Linked DNA regions of Mus musculus: regions 1, 3 and 4 are each linked to region 2. Evidence: chromatin contacts called from public ChIA-PET and HiChIP or PLAC-seq data. All regions are on one chromosome and are shown on one strand. Each heading gives the region's core, a stretch centred on a gene start, on an enhancer-like site or on the middle of the called end of the contact. The rest is flanking DNA. Distances are from core to core; before and after follow the strand shown.

Evidence for each region. HiChIP or PLAC-seq counts read pairs in DNA pulled down with a chosen protein or histone mark. ChIA-PET counts read pairs in DNA pulled down with a chosen protein or histone mark.
Region 1: a contact with region 2 is called in an H3K27ac HiChIP or PLAC-seq map of T-cell acute lymphoblastic leukemia, with 3 times the contacts expected there. The contact joins two enhancer-like sites. A contact is called at or near these places in 2 of 484 Hi-C or Micro-C datasets (CD8 T cells and natural killer cells) and 8 of 115 datasets of contacts at active chromatin or transcription factors (CD8 T cells, T-cell acute lymphoblastic leukemia, extraembryonic endoderm stem cells and 4 more).
Region 3: a RAD21 HiChIP or PLAC-seq map of pro-B cells shows a contact between it and region 2, with 8 times the contacts expected there. The contact joins two enhancer-like sites. A contact is called at or near these places in 15 of 39 promoter capture datasets (the 3T3-L1 cell line, 3T3-L1-derived adipocytes, the C10 cell line and 8 more), 2 of 15 datasets of contacts at CTCF or cohesin (the NIH/3T3 cell line and pro-B cells), 4 of 484 Hi-C or Micro-C datasets (CD8 T cells, bone marrow-derived macrophages and natural killer cells) and 15 of 115 datasets of contacts at active chromatin or transcription factors (the 230-238 cell line, CD8 T cells, DN3 thymocytes and 11 more).
Region 4: an RNA polymerase II ChIA-PET map of memory CD8 T cells shows a contact between it and region 2, with 10 read pairs. The contact joins two enhancer-like sites. A contact is called at or near these places in 5 of 39 promoter capture datasets (the C10 cell line, cranial neural crest, hippocampal neurons and 2 more), 1 of 15 datasets of contacts at CTCF or cohesin (large pre-B cells), 2 of 484 Hi-C or Micro-C datasets (the AML12 cell line and bone marrow-derived macrophages) and 10 of 115 datasets of contacts at active chromatin or transcription factors (the 230-238 cell line, T-cell acute lymphoblastic leukemia, cardiomyocytes and 5 more).

The regions. Positions count from the first base shown.
Region 1 is chr7:75,799,643-75,802,703 of GRCm38.p6, forward strand. No RefSeq gene overlaps it. Among named protein-coding and RNA genes, the nearest start is that of AU020206, 19 kb to the left of the region's middle. Within about 2 kb of position 1,634, at least 47 of the 459 cell types and tissues checked have an H3K27ac peak or open chromatin away from gene starts, as enhancers often do. A contact at or near this core is called in CD8 T cells, T-cell acute lymphoblastic leukemia, memory CD8 T cells and 1 more, where this site is marked.
Region 2 is chr7:75,370,907-75,374,164 of GRCm38.p6, forward strand. No RefSeq gene overlaps it. Among named protein-coding and RNA genes, the nearest start is that of Sv2b, 63 kb to the left of the region's middle. Within about 2 kb of position 1,290, at least 149 of the 459 cell types and tissues checked have an H3K27ac peak or open chromatin away from gene starts, as enhancers often do. A contact at or near this core is called in the 230-238 cell line, CD8 T cells, T-cell acute lymphoblastic leukemia and 7 more, where this site is marked.
Region 3 is chr7:75,667,402-75,670,951 of GRCm38.p6, forward strand. The region is part of intron 10 of Akap13 (A kinase (PRKA) anchor protein 13); the gene reads left to right. Among named protein-coding and RNA genes, the nearest start is that of AU020206, 110 kb to the right of the region's middle. Within about 2 kb of position 2,285, at least 106 of the 459 cell types and tissues checked have an H3K27ac peak or open chromatin away from gene starts, as enhancers often do. A contact at or near this core is called in the 230-238 cell line, CD8 T cells, T-cell acute lymphoblastic leukemia and 7 more, where this site is marked.
Region 4 is chr7:75,758,448-75,761,929 of GRCm38.p6, forward strand. No RefSeq gene overlaps it. Among named protein-coding and RNA genes, the nearest start is that of AU020206, 22 kb to the right of the region's middle. Within about 2 kb of position 2,149, at least 27 of the 459 cell types and tissues checked have an H3K27ac peak or open chromatin away from gene starts, as enhancers often do. A contact at or near this core is called in memory CD8 T cells, where this site is marked.

The DNA of each region.
Region 1 (3,061 bases), core at 384-2,883, 430 kb after region 2:
GATGTGAGAGACCAAACTGTGGTTAACCAGACCTTCAACAACTCTCACCCTGAAGATCTGACTGACCCTTTGATGGGAACAGTGTTACTCCCTCCTTCTTGTCTTGACTTGGGGCCTTGGGACTGTTTAGATAGAGCCAGCATTCCAAGATAAGCTGCAAGATGTTTGAAGCCTGCAATCAGCATCCGCCCTAGATGTTGGTCCCTCTCTCTGTGTTTTGATCATTCCCCCTCAGCCGCTCCCTATTTTCTCTCACTGTGTGCTTATAATCAGGCTACTAGCCTCCATTAAACAGACCTTGACAACCCTTTGCTTGGTCTGGCTCCTTTCTCGCCCATTTCTTTTTCAGGCTTGGTCACCCTTGATCCCAGGAATAACTAGGTCCCGTGGGTCGGGGTAGAAAGAGATCAAAGGGGCAGCTCAGTAGGAGAGAGCTTCCCAAGCATTCAGGAGGCAGCCCTGAGTCCACTCCACCCCCAACCTCCCCCACCTCAGCTGGGAAGGGGGGTGATTTGTGAATGAACAGAAAAGTGCACCAGCCTTTGGAAGGAGGGGGCATGCATGGATCGATCCTCCTCTGGACAAAACTCCCTTTAGTCTAAGAATGGCTTGCATTGCTGTCAGTTCTCTGCAACTGGTGGCATGTTATCATGGTCCAAACATCACTAAAGGCCAAGAGTCCGGTGAAATGAATCAGCAACCAGTTGTCTGTGTTTTGTCTCAACCTATGTCAGAATTCTTCCTTGCACAACATAGACAAATGCATCTCCTTGGCCACGAGAGAGCCCCAACTTGGAACTTCCCACCAGACCTTAGGGAAGGTCCCTGAGTCCCCCTCTCTGCCCTGCCAATTAATGTAAAGGGCACCAGAACCACCAATCATTTTGTGTTTAGTTGCTGTTGCTGTAATCTGCCCTCAAAAATTGTACAAAAACCTTGTGAAAGAAAGAGAAGAGGTCGCCTCTCCTCTGAGTGCAAGATGACCCCAGAGCACTGAAACAATAAACCTCTTCCATCAAACTCTATTCACGAGTCTCATTTGGGGGTTTCCCCGCAGCTGAGGCTCACCTTGAGTCATACCTATTTGTTATGGATGCAATCACCTGTCCTATGATGTATGAAGTCATCTGCTGTCAAACTCGTGGCTGTTTCTCATTTTTCATTAGTGTAAACAGGTCAGCTCCTCTACACAGTGCACCTTAATCAGGAACTGATTGGTTCCTTGGGATAAATGCTTAGAAGTGGGAGGAAGACTGAGGGATGGGGTCCAGCACATTATGGACCCCTTTAGAGAATCCTGCCTGAGTCCAGGACCCGAAGTCTGGTGTCAGACTCAGAGACTGACAAGAAACCATTCTGTGCTCCGAGACTCCATCCAGTGTCATTGTGAAATCGTCCACTCACAAAGCTACGGACTGCAGGGAAGGATCATTAGAGACAAGCATGTGACAGACAACATCATCTATGTCATCAAATGTTTCTCCAGTTCTGCCTCACAGCCTGGTGCTGACAATACTCTCTTGGATGCAGAAAGGAATCCTACTGAATTTGAGTCTTCTGAAGCCCAGAGCTTTCTAGCCCCAGCTCCGCCCATAGGAAGTACTTCCTCACTTCTTAGCAGTTGGTCTGAAGATCATAGTCCACAGTTAGATCATAGGCCTGATGAAGACTTTCCCTTGAGGCCTGCTGTTCTCCCCCCAGAGTATTGCCTCAATCCCACTGTTAAAAACAAAGTGTTAGGGGTGTAGTCTAGGGGCTGAGCACTTCCCTAGCCTGTGTGAGACCCTAGTTTCTGTCCCCAACCCTGAAAACAAAAGCAAAATCCTTAAAGTGGGTCCAGTGCTCAAAGCTTCTAACTGCTGCCCTCAGAAGGGCCAGGAACTCAAGTCTTACAGAAAGCTTTGGAGAGAACAGAGTTGTCAGTCAACCGAAGGAAATCAATGGCGCCTGGAATGCAGGTGATGGTGGTCCAACCTAGTGATCCAAGGAGGAGCCAGCCTCCACAGGAATCCTTCCTGAAGGTTGTTTAGGCCCTAATCTTGGGCTTTGTCTCTCAGGGAATAAACTTCATCCCTTTGAAAAGGCCCCACATACTTGCATCCTACTTCCAAATAGAATCTATTCTTTTTTTTTTTTTTGGTTTTTCGAGACAGGTTTTTTTCTGTATAGTCCTGGCTGTCCTGGACCTCACTTTTTGACCAGGCAGAGAATCTATTCTTATGCTAATCACAGATGCTCCCTCTAGGTCCCAGCCTTAAGCTTTGTTTATGGGCCTATAGAACTCCTGCTTACTGTAAATGTCACAAGTACTTTACCACCTTGCTAGGGCATTTCTTTCTAGGTAGCTTTGCCTGGTTGTGGTTCGTGGAAACCCCTTCCCAAGGTTTTGCTACTCTTAAACATGTATGAAGAATGAGTCACCAAGTCAGACTCTGCAAGCTTTTTGACCTAGGGCCCGCACCTCGCACCTGGGTCTTTTCAGCCTTAGCCTTGAGGCTTTCCTGGGTGGGGGGAGGTAGGATGGGGGGGTTGTCTTTGACAAAGGTCAACTGGCTATGAGGCTAGCCTGGCTACTGTCTCAAAAATAAGCAAGCCTGGTATTAGTGGCACACACCACTAATCCCAGTACTCCAGAGGCAGAATTCTTGAGTTCGAGGCCAGCCTGGTCTACAGAATGAGTTCCCAGGGCTACACAGAGAAACTCTGTCTCAAAAATCAAACCACCACCAACCACCATCAACAACAAAAAGCAAACATTATCTGAGGGGAGATTAACTAAGACTAATATTTCTCCAAAGAGGTGTAGCCCACCCGGCAGCAGGGGGGAGGGAGGGGTTTCCTGGGATAAAGAAAGAGATCATAAGAATTTTTTTTTTTTTTTTTTTTTTTTTTTTGGTTTCTCTGTGTAGCCCTGGCTGTCCTGGAACTCACTCTGTAGACCAGGCTGGCCTCGAACTCAGAAATCTGCCTGCCTCTGCCTCCGCCTCCCAAGTGCTGGGATTAAAGGTGTGCGCCACCACTGCCCGGCCATAAGAACCTTTAAAAAATTATTTATTTGGGC
Region 2 (3,258 bases), core at 40-2,539:
TGTTACATTTAAAAAATACTAGGAACTATGTTAATCTTTGAAAACCCCAGAAGATCTGCTGGGAAAGGAAGGCAGGATGGTGTAAAGCCTGCCTCTCCAGCCTTTTCAGCGTATTGCTGTTGGATATATCACTGTCAGGGGCTTGCGACAAGCTCTTCCCTGGTTCTCCATGCTGTAGAGTGCCTGCCCCAGCAGATGGCAGAAGAGAACTGAGATGATGGAGAAGAAACCTGCCCAGGCGATTCACTCAGTCTGTGCTCTGAACACAGAACATCCTCATTCTAGTATATAATCTGAAACAGCCCTGCATAGTGATGTCATAGATTTACTAAATCGTATAAACACAGATGGGTCTGGAAGGTCTGTCAGTGACCGCTACAGTGAAATCAGTCTCTCCAGGGTTCCGGACACAGAAATGCCTACCCCAGTGTCCTCTGCCCGTAACCCCAGCTACTGTTCCCTCCTACCCTACCCTCCTTGTTAGGGTGACTAACTCGGTTTAATTTTCATGTCTCAAAGTAGATACCCAAAGGAAAACTACCTCTGATGGGACATGAAAGATTGAATTGGTATTTGCTTTCTTTTTTATTATATTTACCTCTCTCTCTCTTTCTCTCTCTCTCTCTCTCTCTCTCTCTCTCTCTGTGTGTGTGTGTGTGTGTGTGTGTGTGTGTGTGTGTGTGTTTCAAAGAAGCTAGAGTTACCTGCACAAAACCAAGCCAGTCACTAAGTACATGAATCCAAGAATGGGGTGGGCTCAGGCCCAGCACTAGCTGAGGAGATTTTGACAACTAAGGTAAGGGTTGTTACAGAAAGAGAAGTCATTTTTCCTCTGGCCCTTGCTGGGTTGCCCATATGCATACTGGTAAGACTAACTGGACTCAGTAGATTATTTAAAAGAAGGAGGAGGGGGAGGAGGAGGAGGAAGGGAAGGAGGAAGAAGAGTAGAGGGACATAAAGGGGAAGGACACGTGTGGGGGACTCTGGAGAAAGGAGTGGGGAGCAGGGCTATTATCAGACACATTGTCTAAATTATGAAATTGTCAAAGAACAAATAAAAATATATTTTTAATGAAACCACAGTCCCCGGATCTTGGCCCCTTGCTATCTATATCTGTGTGGAAGACATTTGGTCGGTTAAATCACCATCCGACTTGAAGGACTGGGCCAGGACGGGGGCACAGTTAGGAAGGAAGAGGAGGAGATGCAGCTGCTGTGAGAGTCACAGCCCTGTCTGCTGATTAGAGGATGTGGCTTTCTCACATGGACTCGCACAGCAGACAGGCTGCATGTGGTTTCCCAGGCCCACATGCTCTCTCTGCCCTTAAACAGGCTACCTCCTGGGGGCCCTCAGAGTCATCTACACCACGAACTGACAACATATGGGGCTTCTGTGAGGATTCCATGAGATCACAGATGGAAAGGGACCAGGCATGCAGTGACTCTGACTCCCATGCAACTGGGTGACAGGTGCAGGAAGATGTCATCGTTTTAGAATAACCATTAATCCAATTATTTTCTTTCCAATAATATGTAAAATATATAGTCATTGAGAAAATATATAGTCTGGAGAAACAGAGAAAATAAATGAAACTAAGATCATGTCATTCTGCTACCAGAAAGTAATAAACAGACTTGAAAAGACTTGAAGTCTGGCCATGTGATGCACTTAGGAAATTTGCATGAGTTTTCAAAAATTACTTCATCCCCAGTGTTTACTTTAGCTCTGTCATCAATAATTTGATCACCGAGCTTTGTGTCTAAAATCCAATTAAGTCTTCATTTCAGTTCCCCAGGTGTTTAGTTAGTAATAAATTCACATCATACTTAATAAGAAAAATATTTCAAATAGTTTCACACTTGGATGGATTTCCTAGGATCAGGATTGGGGAGCGCTGCCGTCAACATTAACTAGTCTTAATTAGTGGGAAACCTCACTTAGCCCCTGGAAATGTCATTTCCTCATCAATAAAGTGATGATGCTTATCTCCAATGAGACGTTGAGATTCTGAAAGGCAGTTCTCGCCATTATTACTCTGGCACAACTGGCATAAACTGAGGCTGTTCCAGGAACTTCTGGATATGGCCACCCCACCCATCTGAAAATGATCTGAACCAGATGATCTCAGAGGTTTCTTCCGGCCTCGTGTTGTCTCGCCCTGTAACAGGAATTGGGGCAGAGAACAGTTGTATCTGTTTAAACGCACTCTCTGTTCAGACACACAAAAATGTTGTCTCACCTCTGACACAGTTTCATTTATCACAGTCTATGCCATGGTAACGTCACTGATAACGCAGAACTTCCATGTGGGAGAAGAGGGAACAGATGGACTCATGCTCTCTTCTCTTCATCCCAGCAGATGATCACAGACTGTGTAATCTGCTCGTCATACTTGTTGGAAGGAGGACCCTGAGTTGTTAGAGCTTCTGGTATTGAAATCTGTGTCCAATAAACTCACTGAGATGCAGCTCTCCAGCCTCACACTCAACCTTGCTTTCTGTGGTTCGAACACTGTTGGAAACCACTGAATTCCCTCACTCATTGCTATGAGTTAATATGATGTGGGTGGGGGGAATAAAAGAAACACTAGAAGAAAAAAAAAAACGAAAGAAAAAAAGACTTGAACACAGTAAGAAGCCTGGAAACAGACTTCCATGCATGAGGGACAAGGTGGAAACCTGTGAAAGTGCCTTGGGAAAGAGCAAAATTTAAAATAGAGTGTCAAATCAGTGGCTAAACACTTGCCTGACACCCAAACGTGACCCTGGGTCCAATTCCCAGAACCACTAGGGGAAAAGTACATTTTAGCTTGGGAGTGGTGGCTCCCATCTGTAATCACAGCACTTGGAAGTAGATGCAGGAGAATCAGAATTTCGCCGGGCAGTGGTGGCACACGCCTTTAATCCCAACACTTGGGAGGCAGAGGCAGGTGAATTTCTGAGTTCGAGGCCAGCCTGGTCTACAGAGTGAGTTCCAGGACAGCCAGGGCTACACAGAGAAACCCTGTCTCAAAAAAAACAAAAAAGCAAAAACAAAAACAAAAACAAAAGAAAAAAAAAAAAAAGAATCCGAATTTCGAGGTCATTCTCTGCTACATAGTGTGTTTGAGGTCAACCTGACTCATGATACCCTGTCTCGGCCTCCCTTGGGATCCATAGACATATAGGATATAGGATATAGGCTATAGACATATAGGATATAGGATATAGACATATAGGATATAGGTTATAGACATATAGGGTATAGGTTATAGACAT
Region 3 (3,550 bases), core at 1,035-3,534, 300 kb after region 2:
ACAAGTGCTTTTCCTAATAGTAAGGACCAAAGGGGCAAAGCTGTGGTAGCAGCTATGAAGAAGTGCCTTGCTTGTTTCATAACTTTGAAGCCATGCTGAGAGCAGCTTTGTTAGTGGGTGATTCAGCTATCCAAACCAGTGAGTGTGTTACTCCCGTGTCTTAACTGATATGGTATAGAAATATTATCATAATATTCAAGAATTCTTGCTTTGTCCCTCAGCGCCCATCTTCCATTTGCCCCTTTCTAACGCTCTCTGCCCTCTTCCTTTGGCAGTCTTCTGAAGGACCTTGGAAAGATTATGGCGAAACCTTGGGATTTCTGTCTTGTCACTTGCTGGCTATGCACGGTGTCACATGCCTGTGACCCAGCACTCAGGAGGCTAGGGTAGAAGGACTGTGAGCTGGATGTAGAAATTCAGCCAAGTCTCACAGGATTGAAGAAGGGAAGATTTGCCTTTAAAGCTATATAGGAAGAGAAAAACCAATGTTTTTTTTGTTTTACCTGCCTGCCTTCCTCGCTCTTTCCCTTCCTTCTGTTCCTAAACCCATCACAAATGCATTTTTTAAATTACACTTTTAGGAGGGATATGGGCCTCACTGCTCATGGAGAAGTCAGGTTAAAGATTCTAGCCCTAAAGTTAGCTCATAATGCCTGGAGCTGCATAATAAATAGTTTTAAAATTATCAAGCAATTATGTGTGCTTGTCTAACTAATAGTAAAAAGATTTTTTAGATTTATTTTTATGTTTAAGTATGTGTCTGGGGGTGCGCATGGAGGCAGAAGCAGGCGTTGAGTCCCTTAGAGCTGGCATTACATATTGTATAAGCTACCAACATTCATTCTGAGAAATGGACTTAGGTTCTTAGGAAGAGCAACAGACATTCTTAACTAACTGCTGAGCCGTCTCTCCAGCTTAACTTCTGTTTTTTAAGTTGAATAATTTTCCTTCAGGAAATACTTGCTTGCCTATCTCTTAGATATATAGCATGTGAACAGTTTGTTACTGGTATTACACCCTCTCTGTGCAGAAGAAAATTTATAAAAAGGACCTTTGCTAGATACTGCACATTTTTTCCCAGGGAGAATAGACAACAACTGTTTTTAAAGCTGAAGCCTGTAACTCAGACAAACTTCCACCTACATTGTAAACTCTTCAGTGCTTTAGAGAAAAGCCAGGCAGGGTGAATGAACTTTCACCTCCTCATGAGTGCGTGGGAATGTCCAGATGGCCTGGGACCAGGTCAGGGTGGGGGTGGGGATGACCAAGAGTCCTTGGAATAACTGAGTTTCCTAGTGTTGATAAAATTAAAGCCTACTTAATAATATTGACAAGTCACTCATTCACCTGAATATTTCTATATATGTTTATCTCATTTCATAAGTCCAGCAACCAGATTTTTTTTTTTTTTTTGTCCCTCATACCATACAAGTAACAGAGGTTTTGATTGGTGTGCTGGCTACTTTTATGTCAACTTGATCCAGACTAGAGTCATTTGAATAGAGAAGATTAGCATGGCCCCTGCAGAAGGATTTGTGAAGTGTTCCATATTTTTCCAGGGTGGGAGTGGGGGAGCGCCCTCTTAGAGGAAAGGGGGGGGGAGGGATGGGATAGAAGGGTTCCAGAGTGGCTAAGACAATTCTTCATTTTCTTGATTGGTGATTGATGGGGTAGGGCCCAGCTCACTGTAGGTGGGGCCACTCCTGGGCTGGCAATCCTTGGTGTAAGAAGGCAGTCTGAGCAAGCCGTGTTGAGCAGAGCCTGTAGGCCTCTTCCATGGCCTCTGTATCTGCTCCTGTCTCTGGGTCCCTGCCCTGTTTTGAGTTCCCACCTTGACTTCTCTCAGTGTTGGACTGTCATACAGATATAGAGTAAAATAAAGTCTTTTCTCCCCAAGTTCCTTTCGGTCATGATATTCTATCAAAGCAATAGAAACCCTAAGACAACTGGTAAACAATTTTGTGTAAAATAACTGAGTGACTGAGAAAAACTAAGATTTGCATCGAGGCCTGACTCTTAACATCTCTTCCCTATCTTGTTGCTTTACTTTCAGTTTCTTCAGCATGGCTCTAAAAACCAGCTGGTAGACAGACCCTCGATTCTGCTTTCCTAAAGTCATTCTTACAGTGTGTGCTGTGCAGCGTCAGTTACTTGGTGTCTTCCCAGGGCCTTAAGTTCTTCTCTTTCAGTCTTCTGGGGTTTGGAGGGAATCTTTAGGCGAGCCATTGCCACATGCTTTCCTGTGAACTGTGAGTGGTGCGTTAGCTCACTTCCTGTAGCCATGGATTTATCTTTAGCCCTTCCGAGGTCTCAGTAACAACACGAGCCTCCTGGGAAATGTGACTCTTTGGTGAGTGTTGAGGGCTTTATGTTTATTCTTACAAATATTTGCCTGTTCCTAGGGTCATTTTTAGATCAGCAGCATAAATTTATACTTTGTTTTTAAACTGAGATGAAATCCTGCAATTCTTTTTGGAACTATCTGAGAAAGAAAGTATGTAATCATAAAATAATAACTGATTCAGGACTTAAGATTCTTAGGTAGAATACATAAAAACATAACATGACTTGGGGCATGTCGTGAGTGTTTAAAATATTAGTTGTTTTTCAAGGCAGTAGTATGTCTTATGTATAATATAAATAATAAATACTAGCTGAATAAATGAAAGGCTATTTATTGGCAGTATTAAACATGATTCCTTTAGCTATAGTAACTGTATAAAATTTGTGGTAGTTTTGTCTTTGTTGTGTTTAGCAATATAGTGTTTATCTTTCTATAGATACAGATATAGATAGTATAACTTTCTAAGAGAACTAAACAGGTATTTCCCCCTAAATACTGTTATAAAAGTACAGGAAAAAAAAAAGGACTGTTGAATTTTGCACAGAGCACCCATCCATTTATCTTCCAGCCGCCATCATTTTTATTATGTTTACTTACTACATAAGTGTGTTCTCTTTACCCCATCTTCCTAAACTTGATGATAGATTTCAAAACAAATTACAGATATTTCCGTACACAGGTGTAAATTCTTAGAATCAGTATTCTTCTAAGGTTGATGAATTTGAGGGAGACACACTATATATAAATATATGTATAACTTGTGTATATAAACCCTAAAAATTCATTTGTTTCTGGTTTTTCAAGACAGAGCCATTTTGTGTAGCCTATACTAGAATCTGCTCTGTAGACAAGTCTGTCTTAGAACTCACAGAGATTCACCTGCTTCCTCCGCCTCTAGTTGCTAGAAGTGCTGGAATTAAAGGCATGCACTGCCACTGTCTGGCTTTGGTTGATGGTTGGTTGGTTGGTTGGTTAGTCAGTCGGCTTTTTAAGGCAGGGTTTTTCTGGGTAGACCAGACTGTTCTGGAACTTGTTCTGTAGACAAGGCTGACCTCAAAATCTGCCTTCTTCTACCTTCCGAGTGCTCAAATTAACCACGCGCACCACCACCACCTAGCTTGGTCGTTTTTGATAAACACACCCACTACCTTTGTAACCTGGAGCTGCATGAACACATAGGCTATATAAGTATAACCATGGAAAGTC
Region 4 (3,482 bases), core at 899-3,398, 390 kb after region 2:
GCCAAAAAGGGGGAGTGGGTGGGTAGGGGAGTGGGGGTGGGTGGGTATGGGGGACTTTTGGTATAGCATTGGAAATGTAAATGAGCTAAATACCTAATAAAAAATGGAAAAAAAAAAAAAGAAATACCCAGGACCTCTGGCAAAATCACAGCCATGTTTAGAGTAGAACATTCCCAGTTCCTGGAGAAGTTGAAGATAGAAGCAGATGTAATGGTTTGAGTAGGTATGGCCCCCAAAGGCTTGTGGTTGAATGCTTGGCCCATAGAAAGTGGCACTATTAGGAGGTGTGGCCTTGTTGGAATAGGTGTGGCTTGTTGGAGAAAATGTGTTACTGTTCTGGTGGGCAGGCTTTGAGGTCTCATATATATGTCCACGCTATGCTTAATGTATCACAGTCTCCTGCTGCTGCCTGCCAACCAAGATGGGGAACTCTCAGCTTCTCCAGCTCCGCTGGAACTGTAAGCCAATCCCAATTAAGTGTTCTTCTTCAGAAGAGTTGCCTTGGTCGAGAGGTCTCTTCACAGCAATGGAAACCCTAACTAAGACAGTGGGGTATGCCAGCCAGGAAGGCCTTGTAACAGGTAGGAACTGAAGGATGGATGTCAAGGCGATCCTAGCAGCTAGGTCTACTTTGATTGTTAAGTATGCACCTCAGCCACTGTGTGTGTGTGTGTGTGTGTGTGTGTGTGTGTGTGTGTGTGTGTGTGTATGTGGGTGTGTGTGGGTGTGGGTGTGGGTGTGGGTGTGGGTGTGGGGGGTGGGGTCAAACCTAACACCCTTCCTCCTACAAGTGGTTTGTTGCAGACATGAACATGGAGCATGTTGCAGACATGAACATGTTGAACATGTTGCAGACATGAACATGGAAACCTTGGTGATTCTAAATGTTCATTCTTAATAAGTAAAAACACAAGAATTTTTTATAATAGTCTGTCCCCTAATGACACCCATGTGTCTCTTGTATCTTTTTAAGTCAAAATGACCTTACAGGTAGAGCAGGTGCAAAGCATAATGCCCCTCCACTTACAATGGGTCCCAGTAACAGCCCACACTTCCCAGAAACCCCCACCCAAGAAGACAAAGGCACTACAGATCTCCACTGTCTACCTGAATGACCACAGGAGCCCACAGAGCTGCACAGTACCAGACTACATACCACGACGAAGGAAAACCAAACAGAAAGCTCCAGGCAGATTCTATGGAATTCAGAATGCCACACTTATGAAAGGTATAAGGTTGGATGAGTGGGTGATGGTGGGTGATTGAACCGACATAAAATGAACAGAAAGGCATACAAAGACGGGCTATGCTGCTGGGCCTTTGTCAATAGAATTCCAAGGGTGTGGCCCTTTCAGTGACTTGTGCCTTTCTGTCTGACTCCCCTTGGGACTACCCATTCTTAACATGTCCCTTGCTGCTGTGAAACTTTTACTGTCTGGGCAACACTGATATTCTGGACAGGTGTCAAGTGTGTCATTTTGTTGTTAAAAAAAAAAAAAAAAAAAACTTGGAGGGGGGGAGACAGCATGAGGGAAGAGTAGTCAGGGTAGTCACAGTGTTGGGTGTGAGCTCTGTGCTGGCCTCTTCTCCCTAAGAAAAGTGACATGCTGGTAGAATCCTGGAGCCCCAGCACTTGCAGGAGTAACATTCCCATCTCCCACAGACAAAGGCCATACAGTCAAAGGCTGCGCTCTGGTGCCAAGGGACCCTGGCTCTTCCTCTGTCCACCACTGTCAGGCCTGGCAATCAGCCTCAAGGCTCTGCACGAATGTCATAGGTTGCTGGTGCCAACCCATGCCTCTGGATGCTTCTCTCCACACGAGCCGCTGCCAGCTTTGGACACCAGAGCACAGGTGACGCTGGAGAACTTCATTTCCCTGCCTAGAGTTAAGGACAACTTGAGCTGCTGCCGCCCGGGGCTGGAGCTGTCAGCTTCTGGCCCAGGCAGGAGGAACCATGCAGTGTGTGGGATAAAAAAGAGAGAGAAGATGAAAGCCCACACTGCCCTCACAGCCTGGCTAGGCATGAACCACCACTGTAAGCTCTGAGCAAATTCTTATGAAAAGACTGCTTGAGACAGGGTCTCTTTCAGCATCTTCTGTGGTGGCCCCTGAAGACTGAACCACAGGCACAAGCCACTTCTCTCAGCTTCAAGGCTCTGAGCTCACACCTCTTGCCCTGCCTGCACCACACACATCACACACAGCCTGACACAGCTGTGGTCTAGAATGAAAGGAGAAGCAGGGCTTGGTAATGCACAGATTTCCAATTCAGGTTAGCAAACGTTCCTGCCTGCAAGGGGAGCAAGGCAAGCTAACACTCATCCCTGAGCTCACAGGGCAGGGCATTCGCACTTCCAGGACCTATAACACAAACAGGTGGACAGCCTAGCTTCCATCTGCTACTGCGTCAAGATCAGCTGTGCTGTGCTAGCCTCTCCTGGGCATGCCCATGACATCATACCCCATATAGATCAGTGAGGACACAAGTGAGTTCTCCACACCGGCTCACCTCCCCAGCTTGCCTGCACACAAAGTTAGGAAGGAAGGGAGTAAGAAATGCCTTAGAATGGGCAAAAGAGCACAGACTTTGTTTTTTCCACACAGGGCTTCACTGTGCAGCTCAGGCAAGCCTCAAACATGCAATCCTCAGCCTGTAGCTACTGAGATAACAGGCATGTGAAACCACACCCAGCTCTACCCCAACCCTATGCACTCAGCACCTGACAACCCCACATTAGCCTCCATAATTGATAACCAAGTTTCAGGCTGACAATAGTGGGAACTGGGAGTTTCACACACAGATGGACACCATCAAGACTGGTACTTTCTCCACTATAGAAGGGAAATCCTGGAACAGTTCAGAACATGGACTTCGCCCAGTCTTTCCCAGGACAGCAGCTCTGCCTTCTCGGGGACAGAACATGGCAGGAGAAAAAAGCTTAAGGTCTCTGAAATCCAAGCAAGGATAAAGCAATATTACAAAGGACCCAGCAGGGAGTCCTGGTCAGAAAGGGGCCAACGGGTCAGTGCCAAGTGACCGAGCCATGCTGTGCTTACAAATTTTTAAAGAAAGACCGGGCACGGTGGTACACACCTTTAATTCCAACACTAGACACTGAGGGAGGTGGAGGTCTGTGAGTTCGAGGCCATCCTGGTCTACAAACTGAGTGCGGGAAAGGCAAGGGCTCTGATACACAGAGGAACTCTGTCTCAAGAAAAAAAAAGAAGGAAAAAAAAGGAAAGAAAGAAAAAATGAAGAGGGTGTAGAGAGATGGCTCAGTGGCTAAGAGCAATGTCTGCTCTTCCAGAGGTCCTGAGTTCAGTTCCCAGCAACCACATGGTGGATCACAACCATCTATACTGGGATGGGATGCCCTCTTCTGGCATGGAGGTGTACATGCATACAGAGAAATCAATAAGCATAAAATAAGGAAATAAATCTTTGAAAATAAACAAATGAGAACGTAACAGGTTCATTGC